Linked DNA regions of Sus scrofa: all the other regions are linked to region 1. Evidence: chromatin contacts called from public Hi-C and HiChIP or PLAC-seq data. All regions are on one chromosome and are shown on one strand. The core of a region is the stretch at or near the end of the contact, and the rest is flanking DNA. Distances in the headings are between cores, read along the strand shown.

Region 1 (2,610 bases), core at 71-2,570:
GGAAATCCCAACTCCTACCTTTTAAAGGCTAGATTGAGGAAACTTCACTCAGCTTTCATGGTTTGCTTTATATTAATTTGTATTTTCCAAGCTGACAATATTCTTTTCCAGCCTTATTCATTTTTCCCCTTATGGTTTCTCTTACATTTGCTACACATCTTTTTAAAAATCTATTTGAGGAGGGGAGAGAGAAACTCCTTTTAAGCAAAACACCACCCTGTAACTCTAATTGCGCAATCTTATATTATTTTGTCTGCCTTAAACATAAATATAATGATGACAGGACTTTTAGAGCTGGAAGAGAACTTAGCAATAACATAATGCAACCTTCTTGTTTTACCACTGATGAGATATTATGTGATTTGCCCAAATGAATTGCCTGGTTATCAGTAGAACTAGGGCTAGAATCCATACCTCCTCTCCAGCTTCCTTCTGTTTTTCTTTAAGCAGCAGAACAGAAAGCACTTGCTACAGGGGCACTGTGTGATGGTGGTTGGGTGTGGGCTCTGATGCTGGACTACTCAAGTTCAAACCTTAGCTTTGCTACTTATTAGTGGTGTGACTTTGGCCAAGTAATCTAACTTGGCGCTTCAGTTTCCTCATTTACAAAACGGAAGGCTAATTATATGTAGTTCATGGAGTTTTTATAAGGATTAAGTGAATTAATGTACTTAAAGCACATAACAGTGCTTGGCACATAAAGAGTGACCAGAGTGTATTTTTCATTGAAAACTTAAGACCGGTGGCATTTTCACGTTGCATATGGTAAAAAACGAATGCAAAAAATACTAGCTGAAAGTGCCATGATAAAAATTCCTTTCTTTCCATATTTTTGATTACAAAAGTCTCAAAAAACAATTGGAAGATTTTTGTGCAACATAGAAAGTGCAAGTTATCGTCAGCAGAAACTAATTTATTAATATTAGTTTATTAGTGGTAATAAATATGCTTAGGTAAAAACATTTCTCCAGTTCCCTCAGCCTCAAAGGGGAGGAAAAATCCTCGGGCAAAAGACCTTTTCACATCTGACAGTAACATTTTGGATAGCTTGGGCGCTCAGACAATCACTTGGCGGGAAAAGAATAAATAAAGACCAAATTCGCACAATCTGTTTTTGCTTAGTTTACAAACTCCGATCGAGTCTGGCAGCTTTCATGCCTTGTGGGACTTGAAGTCCAGAGAGGAGAAGCAAGCCGGGCCATTGAAGCTTGGAAGCCGGCTGCCCCTGCGGGTCTTGAACCACTAGGGACTACAACTCCCAACATACACCGCGAGGCCGCGCCGTAATTACTGGTAACCAACCGGACCCGAGCTACACAAGCCCCATCCCCCCGGCTAGGAGCACTGCCTCCACCAATGGCAGAGCTCCCAGCGCAGAGCCTGCGGGTTAGGTTGTGAGGCTCGGGCCGGGGGCGGGGAGGAGCCGAGGGGTTTCAGAACGAGCTCCGCCGCTGGGTGGGTCGGGGCGTTCCGCGCGCCCTTCACTGAAGCGGCGGTGGCCGGGCTGGGCACTGGGAGTGGGAAGCGACGGCGCGGCTGGAAAATGCCAGTCCATTCTCGAGGGGATAAGAAGGAGACGAACCATCACGATGAGATGGAGGTGGACTACGCCGAAAACGAGGGGAGCAGCTCTGAGGACGAGGACACCGAGAGCTCGTCGGTCTCTGAGGATGGAGATAGCTCAGGTACGCGACCCAGCAGAGCTGGGACCCCAAGTCCTCGAGCCAGACTAGCGCCAGGCCGCTCTCTGCACGCCGGCAGCTGCGTCCTGCTGGGAGAGCGGGGCGGGGAGAGAGGGAAGGGGCGGAGACTCACTCCCGGCCCTCGGTAGCACCGGGACTGTTCGCCGGGCGCTGCCTGTGCTCCTGGCGGATCCCGGTTGGCGGGGCGGGGCGGGGCGGGGCGGGGCTGGGCAGGGCGCGAGCCTGGACTCGCCGCACTTCTGGACGCCGCGCGGACCTGCCCACGGTCCGCCCCGCCCTTGGGACCTCCGGGCTGTGCCCGGAGCCGTCCGGAGCGAGGACTGTCCCGCATCCTGTCTGGGAGACTCTGGAAATGCCTCCTCTCCTCAGACCACCCACTTCTTATTTTACACCTTTGCAACCTTTACTTCGCAACGTGGGTGGGTTGTCTGAGCCAAGGGTAGATTTGTATTGGCTCCTGGCCGGTTTAGAATTTATTAATCTCAGCTTCCAAGTCAACGTGTCAGTCAGTACTTGACATCGGTGCTCTTTCGGGGGGCTGACGTGGGAGCGGTACCGTTTGCAGCATCTCTCTGAACTTTTCAAGACTGAGAGGAGCCCAACATCATGGATGATAGTTTTTGCACCCTTTTAGGAATTATTATTTTAAAAACAAATGGAATTTGTGATTACTTGGATTCTTTTTTTCTGTCCATATAATGAATGTGAGACATTATTTTTTGTCTTGGTCTGATTTTGGCCATGTAAAGCAAGAATTGATGACAGATTGATGACAGTGTGTTGTCATCTCTACACCCTCTTTTCAGGTTTCCTTTCAAAGAACCTCCGTGGAAGAATGTACTGCAGTCAATAAATCAACCAACCCCAAATAAGTGTTTATAAGTGACTTCTTCGTGCAATTCTGGGT
Region 2 (2,610 bases), core at 50-2,549, 970 kb before region 1:
ATTCACATTGACAATCACATTCATTGTAGTGCTTGCTGCAAGGGAGGCATGTAATCAGTTGTTTTGGCTAAAATATGAGGGGAAGGCATTCCTTGGGTTCTACATAAAAGTAACAGTATTAAACAGTCTAATGGCAATCACTGATAGGCTGCTTACATGAATGGTATTTCCTTCATTCACTGTGTTGGAAGGACCCAGTGGGAAAAAGAAGAAAGAAAAAAAAAAAACAAAAAACACCTAATACTATTCCAATCGACTGAGCTGGAGAAATGGAAGCTCCTTAAGATCCGGATGGCACTTGACTGTCATTTTATAAGGGTTTTCCTTCAAGTGAAACGACTACGTTGCCTCCCAATTTCTCTCCAAGTGTTGAACGGTCCTTTATATCGTCCAAGCCATTTACTTGCCACTCATGTTTAATACCTAAAAAGAAAACACATTACCCCATTACTTTATCATTACTAAGAAAGAGCAGTTCCTCTGTACAAAATATTCAATGTCTGTACCTGTAAATTTCTTTTTAATGGCATCTTTAGAGCTAGCATAAATCATCTTGCTTTTTAAAGGTGCACTTTCAGGAGCCCTATAGGGAAGAAAGAAAAAAACTGTTGACTCCCACTTAAGAGAAAAACAAAGGCAAAACTGACTCTGTTAATAACAATCCTTGCATTTTAAAAGTACTTTTTTCTTTTGTTTTTACACACCAGAATATAAATACTAGGTCTTCTTTCTTAGACTCTTTTGTTTCGTATGTGGCATCGTACAAAGCATATCGGCAATCATTCAGAGGTAGCAACTTCACAAAAGATGTGTAGGGGTCCTCTACAGTATCACCAATGTCACCCACCAAGATCTGCTTTGCTTCCTCTACAATTATTTGTCTTTTGTCATCACTTAAACAGAAGAGAACTGCTTTCTTTCTTTTTTTGATCTCTTCTTGTGTAGAAGATTTCCTTACTTTCATGTCATTAAAAACTTTGATGACTTCATCATTCACTGTAACTCCAGAAGCCTGAAAATAAAGAAAGAAAAGCAATTCAGTGCACACATTTTGGTTTTAACCGAAATTACTGTTTGCCCAGGGAGGATTCACTTTAGTCTGGACATCGAAAATTGCATCATACCATGCAAGTAGTCCAATCAAATTTGCCACATTTTAAGTACCAGTCCTTGATGCACCTAAGGATTCTAACTCATCCTGCCCCATTCATCCTTCTTTTAAAAAGGGGTTTGGAGGTGAAGTAACTGGAAGGTAGAGGGAAAGGGACAAATACAGGCTGTCCCATCCCTGAAATGTTTCCTATTTCACTGGGTGATGTCAGAGCTTCAGGAACAGCAGCAAAAATACCTTCTGTATTGTGTCAACCCAGCAGGCCTTAAAAAAACACTTTTGGATTTCAGTTAATGCTTCTACTATTTTTTTCTTTAAAGTCATCCTAGCCAGTGCCGTTTCCTCATATGGAAAGAGAATCGAGTGTGAACTCCAAGCCGCCCACGGCTACAACATAATTGCCTCACAGCTCAAAGGCAGACACTTCACAACTAACGGATCGGATCGCGTGTAAAAAGCTTTTTACAGCGAGAAAGCATTTTTAAGAGTTTTCCCACCTCCTTAATCTCCCCCTAAGGGTTTTATGACAGGCCATCAAGACCCTCACCGAAAGCCTCCAGAAAGGGCTTTACAGCACGTACCAATTTGAGAGCTCGCGTGCGGGGTAAAATTAGGTAGCGGAAGGCAAAGGCGGCGAGAGGAGGCGGGGAGGGTGGGGAGGAAGCTCAGTGGACCCTCCGGCGCCCCCGGCCGCCGCCCCCCGGCCCAGGCTCCAGCCCCCGCCCCGCGCCCCCCGCCCCGCGCCCGGGCTCTCCCTGCCCCCAGGAATCCGGAGAGCGGCCGGGCAGGGCCTGACGGCGGGAGGGCAGGCCGGCTGGAAGAGAGCAGCGGGGCCGCAGCGCCCACCTTGGAGGCCAAAATCAGGTTAAAATGGCGGCCTCAGGCCCGAGGCCCGGCGGGGCCGCGCGGGGGTTTATGCTCGCCGTGCCCCGGCCCCCTTGGCCGCCGGGGTCCCCGGCCGGCGCTCCCGCCTTACCATAGTGCCCGCGGCTGAGACTGCGGCGGCGGCGGCGGCGGCGGCTCGGCTCCGGCTGTGTGGCGATGCGAGCAGAAGGAGGGGCGGGAGGCGGCGAGTGCGGGGCACGCCGGGAGTGCGGCCCGAGAGGCGGCGGCGACGGCTCGGGGGGCTGCGGCGCAGGCGGGGCGGTCACGTGGGCGCGCCCCTGGCCGGCCCTTCGGCCCCGCCCGCGTCCTCGACCTGACCCCGCTCGCGCCCTGCAGGCCCGGCTGCCGCGGTCGGGGCCCCGGGACCTGGCGAGGAGGCCTCTACCCCGGGGCACCAGTGGTCCGGTCCTCCAGCTCCCTGAGGGGTGTTTCTACACTGCTTCCCCGAGAGCGAGGGCGCGGGCGCGTCTGTGGGGAACCGCTCTCCGAGGTGGTCTCGCCTTCGCCTGCGGTTTCCACCGAAAGGAGCTGGATTCCTACGTTGTGGGTCTTTTTTAGAAAACCCCTTAAGAGATGGTGTGAATTGTTTAGATCTCCTTCCTCCAATTCAATGA
Region 3 (2,610 bases), core at 56-2,555, 850 kb before region 1:
CCCGGGGCCGGGGGACGGCGGCTCCGCGCCGCTGACCCGAGCGGGGATCCCCTCGGCCGCCAGGCGGGGATCCCGGAACTGGCCCCGGAGCGCGCGTGTGGCCGCGGCGGGGAGGGGCGAGGCGGGGAGTTTCCGCCGCTCGGCTGCCGGGCGGCTGCCGCGACTGGAAGCTGTCCCCGCGGCCGGCCTGGGACCCGAGGCTACTCTGCCCGGGCCGGCTCTACCCACGCGCGCCGCGGCCAGTGGGGCCAGCCGGGGGCCCCGCGCAGTCACTGGTTGGGCTCGGGGGCCAAAGAAACGCGGGCCCGCGACCACCCGTCACTTTCCCGTCGCCCCACCAGAAGCCCAGAGCGAGAATAAGGAAAGAGACAAAAGGACGTGGGGGAGAGAGTCCACACACTCCCTCGCACCCCCCGCGCCCGGCCCTTACTCGTAGTGGCGGAAGATCTCGTTGGTGACTTTACAGTAGAAAACTTCCTCGTCGGGCCGTAGGTCCGCGGGCGGCTTCTGTCTCACAAACGGCTTTCGGTGTAGCAGCGGCATCTCGTGTCCGCCCGCGGGCTCACCCGGACCCTCGGCCGCCCGCGCCGGCCCCGCTTCCCTATCAAAATTGGAGGGAAAGGAAAGCCGGTAAGGTGGGGAGCGCTCGGCGGCGGCGTGGGCCGGTCCGCGCGCCGGGGAAGCTCGACTGCCTTTTGTGTGACTGACGCGCCGCGACTGCCACCGGAGCCGAGGTCGCTCCTGTCGCGGCCGGGGTATCGAAAGAGCGGAGCCGCCCCACCTCCGCACGCCCGGCTGCCGGCTCACAATGGGGCCGGACGCCCGGCCGCGGGCGGGCAGTGCGGGAGCGACGGCGGCCCCCTCCCCCGCGCCCTCTCCCAGCCCGCGGCCGCCGCCGCCGCGGGGCTCACAACGTGCTCGGCGCGCAGCCGGCCGGCCCGACGCCGCGAGGGAGCTCGCTGCGGGCGGACCCCGGAGTCACTCCGCTTTGTTCCCCCGCTCTCCTCCACTTCGCTGCCGGCGTCGGCCGGCTCCCGAGCGACCACACGGAGCCCCTCACCTGCAAGTACGCCGGCTGCCACTTCTCCACCTTCTCAACTACAAAGGCGGCGAGGGGAGGCTCTGTCCCCCCCGGGGGGTCGCTTCCCGCCGGCCCCGCGGCGCTGCTGGCCGCCGCTTCTCCCGCTGCCACGGCCTGGCTCCGCGCGGGGAATCGCGTCCCACCGCCACTTCCCCGCCTCTCCGAGCTCCTGGGAAGTTTCTGATCTACTTTCGGCTCCGAAGGAGGAAGAGCTGTTGGGAGGAGCTTTTCACTTCTCGCTTCTACCTTTTTATTGGCTACTCGATGACTTTTACAGCCTGTCACTGATACAGGAAGAGACGGCGGAGAGCCTGGGAGAGCTACATTATTAATTAATAGAGCAACCCCTTGTGAAGAATCAGAAGCATCCTCCATGTTTGCGATTATCAACCCAAAGATCTGCGAAGAGCGCTGGGGTTTCATAAACACGCGACTAACAAAGTAAAGCCTTCCTCTTCAAGTCTGGCACCAGCGCTTGGTTCCGCGATGGGAAAAGGAGTCCTATTGAGATTTAACTTTTATTTTAAGGAAGGGAAGAGGGAGGAGAAATAAGAAGTGGAAAATATTTTGATATTTTCTAATTCAAAATTAGAGTTCTCATGTCTAAAAAATAATTTGCTTATGTAAAACCTTCACCTTGAAAATACCTTTCTTGACAGCAATGCTCTTTACTACTAAGGACAATTCAAAGACCTAAAAAAGTATGTCGGAAAATGTCATCATGCCTATAGGGCCCCCTCGTATTTAAATTAAAAAGTAGTATTTAGAAGAATACGGCGCTGAAAACATTCTGCAAGGGATCAGTATTTAATTCAATAATTCGGAATTTTAAAGATTGTGGATTTACTAGTGAAATTTTCCCTAAAACGACTTTCCCATATCAATGATTTCCATATGTGAAACTAATTTTAATGATATAATGTGACTTTCGAATTTAAAAGAATTTTCCAAAACTACAAATAACTTTAAATGTTTGCCAGCTTTATATTAAATGGTCTTTTTGGCGACAACCTTTGACATTTGCTTACTTGCATATTAACATGTAAGAATGGGCCTAAAAGACAATTTGAAGAGCAGCCATTCAACAAAGGATGTAACTAATTACTAATATTATGAAATGATCTCAGTCGTAGAAACAATGTGGGATCATCTTTGTTTCTTCAAATTAAGTACATATGTGTACTGGAGCAGAAAATGTAAGGGATCTATTCAAATCTCAAGAGTTGTCATTTTTAAACTTCTTTTAAGATACTTTTACGTGGCTAGAAAAATTTTGTGATTCAAAAATCATTAATAAAATTAATGCATCTTAGTGTATAGTCAAAGAGGCTTGGACATACTTTCAGGGGTTAGTAAGTATATTCCTCTGGATAAACTTCAAAAAATTACCCACTCAAAGATTTGAAGTTTTAAACTGGCCACCCACTAGTACACTGAGTGACACTATAGAATTCCTTACCTAGAAAGTAATTTTCCAGGTGAAAAACTTAGAGCCAACAAAGATAGACTCATAACAGGGACAAGGAGGA
Region 4 (2,610 bases), core at 64-2,563, 750 kb before region 1:
CACACCTGTGACACATGGATGTTCCTAGGCTAGGAGTTGAATGGGAGCTGCAGCTGAGGCCTACCGCACAGCCACAGCAACACCAGATCTGAGCTTCATCTGTGATCTACGCTGTAGCTTGTGGCAACACAAGATCCTTAACTCAGAGTGAGGTCAGGGATGACACCTGAATCTTCACCGACACTAAATTGGATTCTTAACCCAGTAAGCCACAACAGGAACTCCCAGAGATGTATTTTCTGTCTCTATAAATTAGCTTGAAATTTCCTGATTTTATATAAATCGGATCATATGGTATGCAGGTTTTTTTCAATATGGTTTATTTCGCTTAGCAAATTTATCCTTGCTGTTACACATTAAACACTTTATTCCATTTATTTGTCAATATTCCAATACAAAAATACAGCACAATTTATCCATTCATCTGTTTCAGAAGGAGATGCCTCCTTCCCACCCCTTTTCTTGCCATACTGTACTGGCTAGAAGCTCTATTACTGATGCTGGCTAGAAGTGATTAGTACAAATCCTTGTCTTATTCTACTTTTGTGTGTGGGGGGGGCACACATCTGGAAAAGGACCTTATTCAAAAATCAAGGTCCTTTCCCTTTTTCCCTTTTTCTTCTCCCTTTCCCCATCCTGGAAAAACTGCTAGTAAATTAACGGCCCATTTTACAATTGAGAAAATAAATGCACTAGCTACATGTGATTCTGTCTGCAGGGTTAAAACTTCCAGCTCTATATCCTAAAACCTCTCTTGCAAAGGGCGTTTTCAGGTAGGATCCTAATGGTTGTCCCAAATTTGTGGGAAGGCTAACCCCTCCTTTGATTTTCCCTTCATAAAAGGGGTTAGACACAAGGTGGCTCTAGCGGCTTGTCTGAAGTCTGTAGCGGAATCACAAACCCAGAGCAACGTCTTCCTGCACCCAATCCTACAATGGACTCAACCTGCCAAAGTTTGAGATGTGCCCTCGACGACCAGCCCCGTTAGCAGAGCGGAGACCAGCACAGCTACCCTATGGAAGGCTTTAGGCCTCTTCCTGAGTCCCCAAGGTCGGCGCCCACAGCATATCCTTGCCCCAACCGCCTGCCTCTGGTTCTGATCACTTACGGGTAGTTCGCATCCACTGAAGCAGCGCTGGGAGGTCCGCCGGAGCCACCGTATTAAGCAGCTGCAGTACCGCCTGCCTCGCGGAGTGGAATTCCATGTTGAAGCAGAAAACAAGAGCAGGGGGAGGTTTGCATCGCGCACGCGCAGCCAGAGGAGGATCCAGACACCCGATTTGACCCAAGGTGGAACCCGCCTCCCAGGGCTGAGAAAGTCCTAAGCGCCGCCCCCTCCGTGGAGTTCTCACGTGCTCCCGGGAATCCCTACATTCAATTGCACCCCCATCTCTCCTAATTACTCTCTTAGCTGGTGGTGCTCAGCAAGTCATTTTTTTTCTTAAGGTGGCGCCTGGAAGCCCGACTTCTTTCCTGAGATGGCATCCCTAGAGAGCCTCGTATCTTAATACTAACTTTAATGCTGTAGTTATGGAGCAATAAAAAACGACTGTCAAAAACCGGCAAAGCAAACAACTCAAAAAACCCTTTCAATAAAGCGCACCGAAGGAATGCGGCGGGTGCCCCGGAAGCGGAAGTGTATCCTGTTCTTGAAAGGCTGGACTACGCAGAGTGGTGACGTTTCCTCATTGGGCGGAAGGTTCGGTGGCAGTCGTCGGTCTTCCAGCTGGTGGGAGTTGGCGTCGCGGTGCTGGGCGCTGGGACCCTAGTTTATATAGTTTTGGAAGTCGGGCTGTGGGGTCGCCCCTGTCTTTCTGATCCTCGCTTTCCCGGGTTTACTCCCCCAGCGTGGGGCTTCGCGAAGGATTTCCCGGCCCCTTTGGGCCACGGCGGTGGCGGTGCCTTTTGCGGTAAGTGTCTGCTTTTTCCCGCCCCTGACTACCGGGTAGCAGCTAGGGGCAGCCCCGTCGCTGCTTAGGGGTCTAGACACTCCGGAGGGAATCGGCTTCCTAGGCCACCAATTGTCGTCCCCGAGACCGAGATGTTCTGGCCCATTTTCATCTCGTATCCCCCGTCAGAAGTTTTGTTGAAAGATGCGCTGTGACCCTTTTAAATTGTCTTCTGGCTTACCTGAGCCAAGTTAGACGTAAACAGTTGCAGGCCTGACTCTTGGTTTTGTTTTCCTGATCAAGAATTTAGATTCAGGCTACTTACCTGAAAATCTTGAGGCGTTCCAGATTTTATCTTTCCATGTTAACTTGTGCCTAATTAACCCAGCGTCCCACATATAGTAGACATTCAGTAAATGAGTAAGGGATATCAGTTCAGTGCCATTGATGACTTAGGATAAATTGATGGTTCTCTCTGTAGCGTTCGGCTCTAATAACCACTTCTTGAAGCTCTTTCCCCTATTGGCGTTCTTGATGCTTTGCTCACCTAGTTCTTTCATATGCTTCATTCAACAAAATATTTACTCATTCTTATCTGTAGGGTTGCTGAAATGAATGACACCAACCCTGGCATTGAGGAGATAGCGGAACAATGAGAGAGAAGCACATAAATATACATTATAGCAAGATGAGTAATAAACTCCAGTAAGGTATAAAGAGT
Region 5 (2,610 bases), core at 77-2,576, 640 kb before region 1:
CCAGTTTATTATCTTAAGGTCACCTATGGGGGGATGGTGACAGAAATGGTAAAATGGAAACAGGTGAATTTCTTCGATTGTTTCTACTTTCTCAAATACATATACTAGCTCATCAGCTAGAAGTAAGGAGTAAGTAGGACATACTGGAGGACTGGAGGTTGGGAGATGAGAAAGAACTGCCATAGACTGCAGGAACCTGACTTTAGGGAAACACGGAAGAAGTGTAAATGAACTTCAAAACACCTACTTTAAGTTACACGAATTAAAAGCGAGGCAGTTCACCATGGTTCCATTTTTCTCCAATCACTTTCAGCTGCCCTGGATGCAGATGTGGAATAGGAACGATGTTTAATTAGGCTGATAAGTTAGTAAGTATGAAGTAGAAGGAAAAGACAAGGAAAAGTGGATTATGAAGTCTAAAATGGATTAAGGAGAAAAATGAAAAGTGTGGCAAATAAAAATCTACAGGAGCAATGGATTATAGATCCCGGTAGGATAGAAGGGTTGTTGGCGTCGGGATTCTCAATGATCCTTCACAAGTCTAGGTCTGGACCACCCAAGTGAGTGGCTAAGGTAACTTTTTATTCCCACAAATCTTTTGCCAGGGAAATGTGGATCAAACATCTCTGGCTCCTAAACCCATTCCAGTCAGCCTCCTTTGTCAGGAGAGGCTTTACCCAAGAGGAAAGCGCGGCTCCCAGGAGCTGCCCCTGCCCATCCTCCTCCCACCTCCGGGAGTTTAGAGCCAGGCTCTTTTTGCGGGCGGCCCCTCCCAAACTCACTGTTTGGACCGGTGTTGGGCATCGCTAACCGCCGGCGCAGAATTTCTTTCCAGTCCATCGCTGACCCCGACGCTTCAGTTCCGGCATTTGCTGTTTACCAACCGCTCCACCCACGCCAGCTCTGGCGTCAACACCGCCCAGCCCCGTAAAGGTTACGAAGGCTGCTCGACCACCATCTTAGCCACGGGCGGAAGTCGGCTAATCCGGCTAAGTCGGTCACTATCGCCACTGAGGAAAATACGGCGCTCACGCAAACAGCAGGGGGAACAAACGTGAAAGAGACGGAGAATGAGCCTCTTTAAGGCAGCGTCCCAGCTTCACCAAGCCCGATTTTAAAGGTACAGGATAAGAAAGCCTGCTCTATTTCTTCATCTCGGCCCTTTGGCGCTTGTCCCCACGTGACCCAGAAGTTCCTGCGGCACTTCCGGCTAAAGGAAAGAGCTTTCTAATTTCAGTTTCTTTTCATTGGTCATTGCGGTATCTGAAGGCCCCTTGAATGCAGTAGCCGCCTTCAGCAGCCGCCTGTATCCCCCTCCCGCCACTAAAAGGCTCAGAATCCCCTTTACTCGCTTCCAGGCCGGGCAGAACGCCTGCGCTGGGTTCAGCCACGCCTCCGCAGCCCGGGCCGTCGCGGTGCATTGTGGGCGCGGTAGTTTCCGCCTCGTTTCTGGATGCATGGAGCGTGAGTGCTGTGGTGAGTTGTTGAATCAAGTGAACTCCGTTTGTGGTCCATGGGTACATTGTAGGAGCACTGCATCCTCGTGGACTTCCCTTCCTTACCTGTGTCGCTGGCTGGCTCTTTCTCTTCCCCTTCCCCAGCCCTGTTTCCTCATTTGGCGAGTTTGGCGGCCAGGGCCCCTGGACTTGGGCTTTCGCCTCTGACCTTACTGCTGGTGGGTCTGGGGTAGGGGGCTCTCGACTTTACGCCTCTTCTGCAACCCGGCTCCTCTGGGATCCTGCCCCTTTTCAAGGACGTCTATGGTCCATGTGAGTCAACTGGCTGATACTCTTTGTGCCTTTTTCTTAGGTTCCAGACTGGAATATAATAGGCACCAGAGGATTCCTCCTTTGTTCTCTCTACCTGGGACTTGTGACCGACGTTGGATGTCTTCAGATCGTTGTTTAATGGAGAGAACGGAACCAAACTTCACTGCTGTTAACTAGCCCCCAAATCAGAACCCACATTTGTCTTAGAAGCTGAAAATCATCTTTTAGAAAGTTGCCGCTTCGATTCTCCACCTTCTACCCCCAATCTCTTAATTATGCTGTAGACGTTGGGGCTTTTTGACCATATCTCTTACAATCTGGTGCTGATTTCACTGCATAATGACTTTCTATTTTACTGGTATTCGGAGCTTTCCTAAGCTTTGGAAGAGTAACCCATACCTTGGCCTAGGCCCAGGACACGCCTATCTCAGTCTCCTTCTCAAAGACTGTTATGGTATCAGGAACTATAAGTGGTTTTCTCTTAAACCAATGTCTCCACAAAATACCAAAGCCATGAATCTGCTGATTGCCAAGGCTAGATATGTCAGGAAAAGAGATGAGGGTAGTAATAAGCAAGTTTCTGCTGATTCTCCTCATCTCTTTGCAGCTGGAGCAGCTAAGAAGAGATCAGAGATGAATCCTCAGAGTAAAGATTATTTCCGGCCGCCTGTGAGGAACATTGTTCAACTCCCAACAAAACCTTTGAATTCAGAGGAGTGGAATAAACTTAAGGAAGATTTCAAAGGAAAGACTAATTTTGAGAATTGGATCCTTTCACAGATGGTTAAATATCATAGCTCTATAGATGTGGCTAAATCTGTACTGGCTTGGGTAGCTGCAA

Evidence for each region. A called contact is a pair of places that touch in the nucleus more often than the background predicts. HiChIP or PLAC-seq counts read pairs in DNA pulled down with a chosen protein or histone mark.
Region 2: a contact with region 1 is called in a Hi-C map of skeletal muscle, with 3 times the contacts expected there. The contact joins the promoter of CFL2 here to the promoter of BRMS1L in region 1. A contact is called at or near these places in 1 of 5 promoter capture datasets (fetal liver) and 2 of 47 Hi-C or Micro-C datasets (heart right ventricle and skeletal muscle).
Region 3: an H3K27ac HiChIP or PLAC-seq map of alveolar macrophages shows a contact between it and region 1, with 8 times the contacts expected there. The contact joins the promoter of BAZ1A here to the promoter of BRMS1L in region 1. A contact is called at or near these places in 2 of 5 promoter capture datasets (fetal liver and fetal skeletal muscle), 3 of 47 Hi-C or Micro-C datasets (heart right ventricle, liver and skeletal muscle) and 1 of 2 datasets of contacts at active chromatin or transcription factors (alveolar macrophages).
Region 4: a Hi-C map of liver shows a contact between it and region 1, with 5 times the contacts expected there. The contact joins the promoter of SRP54 here to the promoter of BRMS1L in region 1. A contact is called at or near these places in 2 of 47 Hi-C or Micro-C datasets (heart right ventricle and liver) and 1 of 2 datasets of contacts at active chromatin or transcription factors (skeletal muscle).
Region 5: an H3K27ac HiChIP or PLAC-seq map of skeletal muscle shows a contact between it and region 1, with 6 times the contacts expected there. The contact joins the promoter of PPP2R3C here to the promoter of BRMS1L in region 1. A contact is called at or near these places in 2 of 5 promoter capture datasets (fetal liver and liver) and 2 of 2 datasets of contacts at active chromatin or transcription factors (alveolar macrophages and skeletal muscle).

The regions. Positions count from the first base shown.
Region 1 is chr7:64,122,562-64,125,171 of Sscrofa11.1, reverse strand. It overlaps BRMS1L (breast cancer metastasis-suppressor 1-like protein), which reads left to right and starts at 1,320. Exons shown (of 10, transcript XM_013989042.1): 1 at 1,320-1,685. The coding sequence starts at 1,544.
Region 2 is chr7:65,089,816-65,092,425 of Sscrofa11.1, reverse strand. CFL2 (cofilin 2) reads right to left here and starts at 1,299. Exons shown (of 4, transcript NM_001025215.1): 1 at 1,125-1,299; 2 at 705-1,012; 3 at 507-583; 4 at 1-423. The coding sequence starts at 1,127. The coding sequence ends at 311.
Region 3 is chr7:64,968,321-64,970,930 of Sscrofa11.1, reverse strand. BAZ1A (bromodomain adjacent to zinc finger domain 1A) reads right to left here and starts at 1,305. Exons shown (of 27, transcript NM_001244159.1): 1 at 1,061-1,305; 2 at 431-601. The coding sequence starts at 543. LOC106507712 reads right to left here and starts at 1,504. Exons shown (of 3, transcript XM_021100054.1): 1 at 1,011-1,504; 2 at 658-955; 3 at 563-601. The coding sequence starts at 1,504. The coding sequence ends at 563.
Region 4 is chr7:64,876,277-64,878,886 of Sscrofa11.1, reverse strand. It overlaps SRP54 (signal recognition particle 54 kDa protein), which reads left to right and starts at 1,313. Exons shown (of 16, transcript XM_001927799.7): 1 at 1,313-1,910. It overlaps LOC100153150, which reads right to left and starts at 1,648. Exons shown (of 8, transcript XM_021099173.1): 1 at 1,109-1,648. The coding sequence starts at 1,205.
Region 5 is chr7:64,761,628-64,764,237 of Sscrofa11.1, reverse strand. PPP2R3C (serine/threonine-protein phosphatase 2A regulatory subunit B'' subunit gamma) reads right to left here and starts at 1,326. Exons shown (of 13, transcript XM_021099169.1): 1 at 783-1,326. The coding sequence starts at 840. It overlaps KIAA0391 (mitochondrial ribonuclease P protein 3), which reads left to right and starts at 966. Exons shown (of 8, transcript XM_021099168.1): 1 at 966-1,120; 2 at 1,810-2,610. The coding sequence starts at 2,109.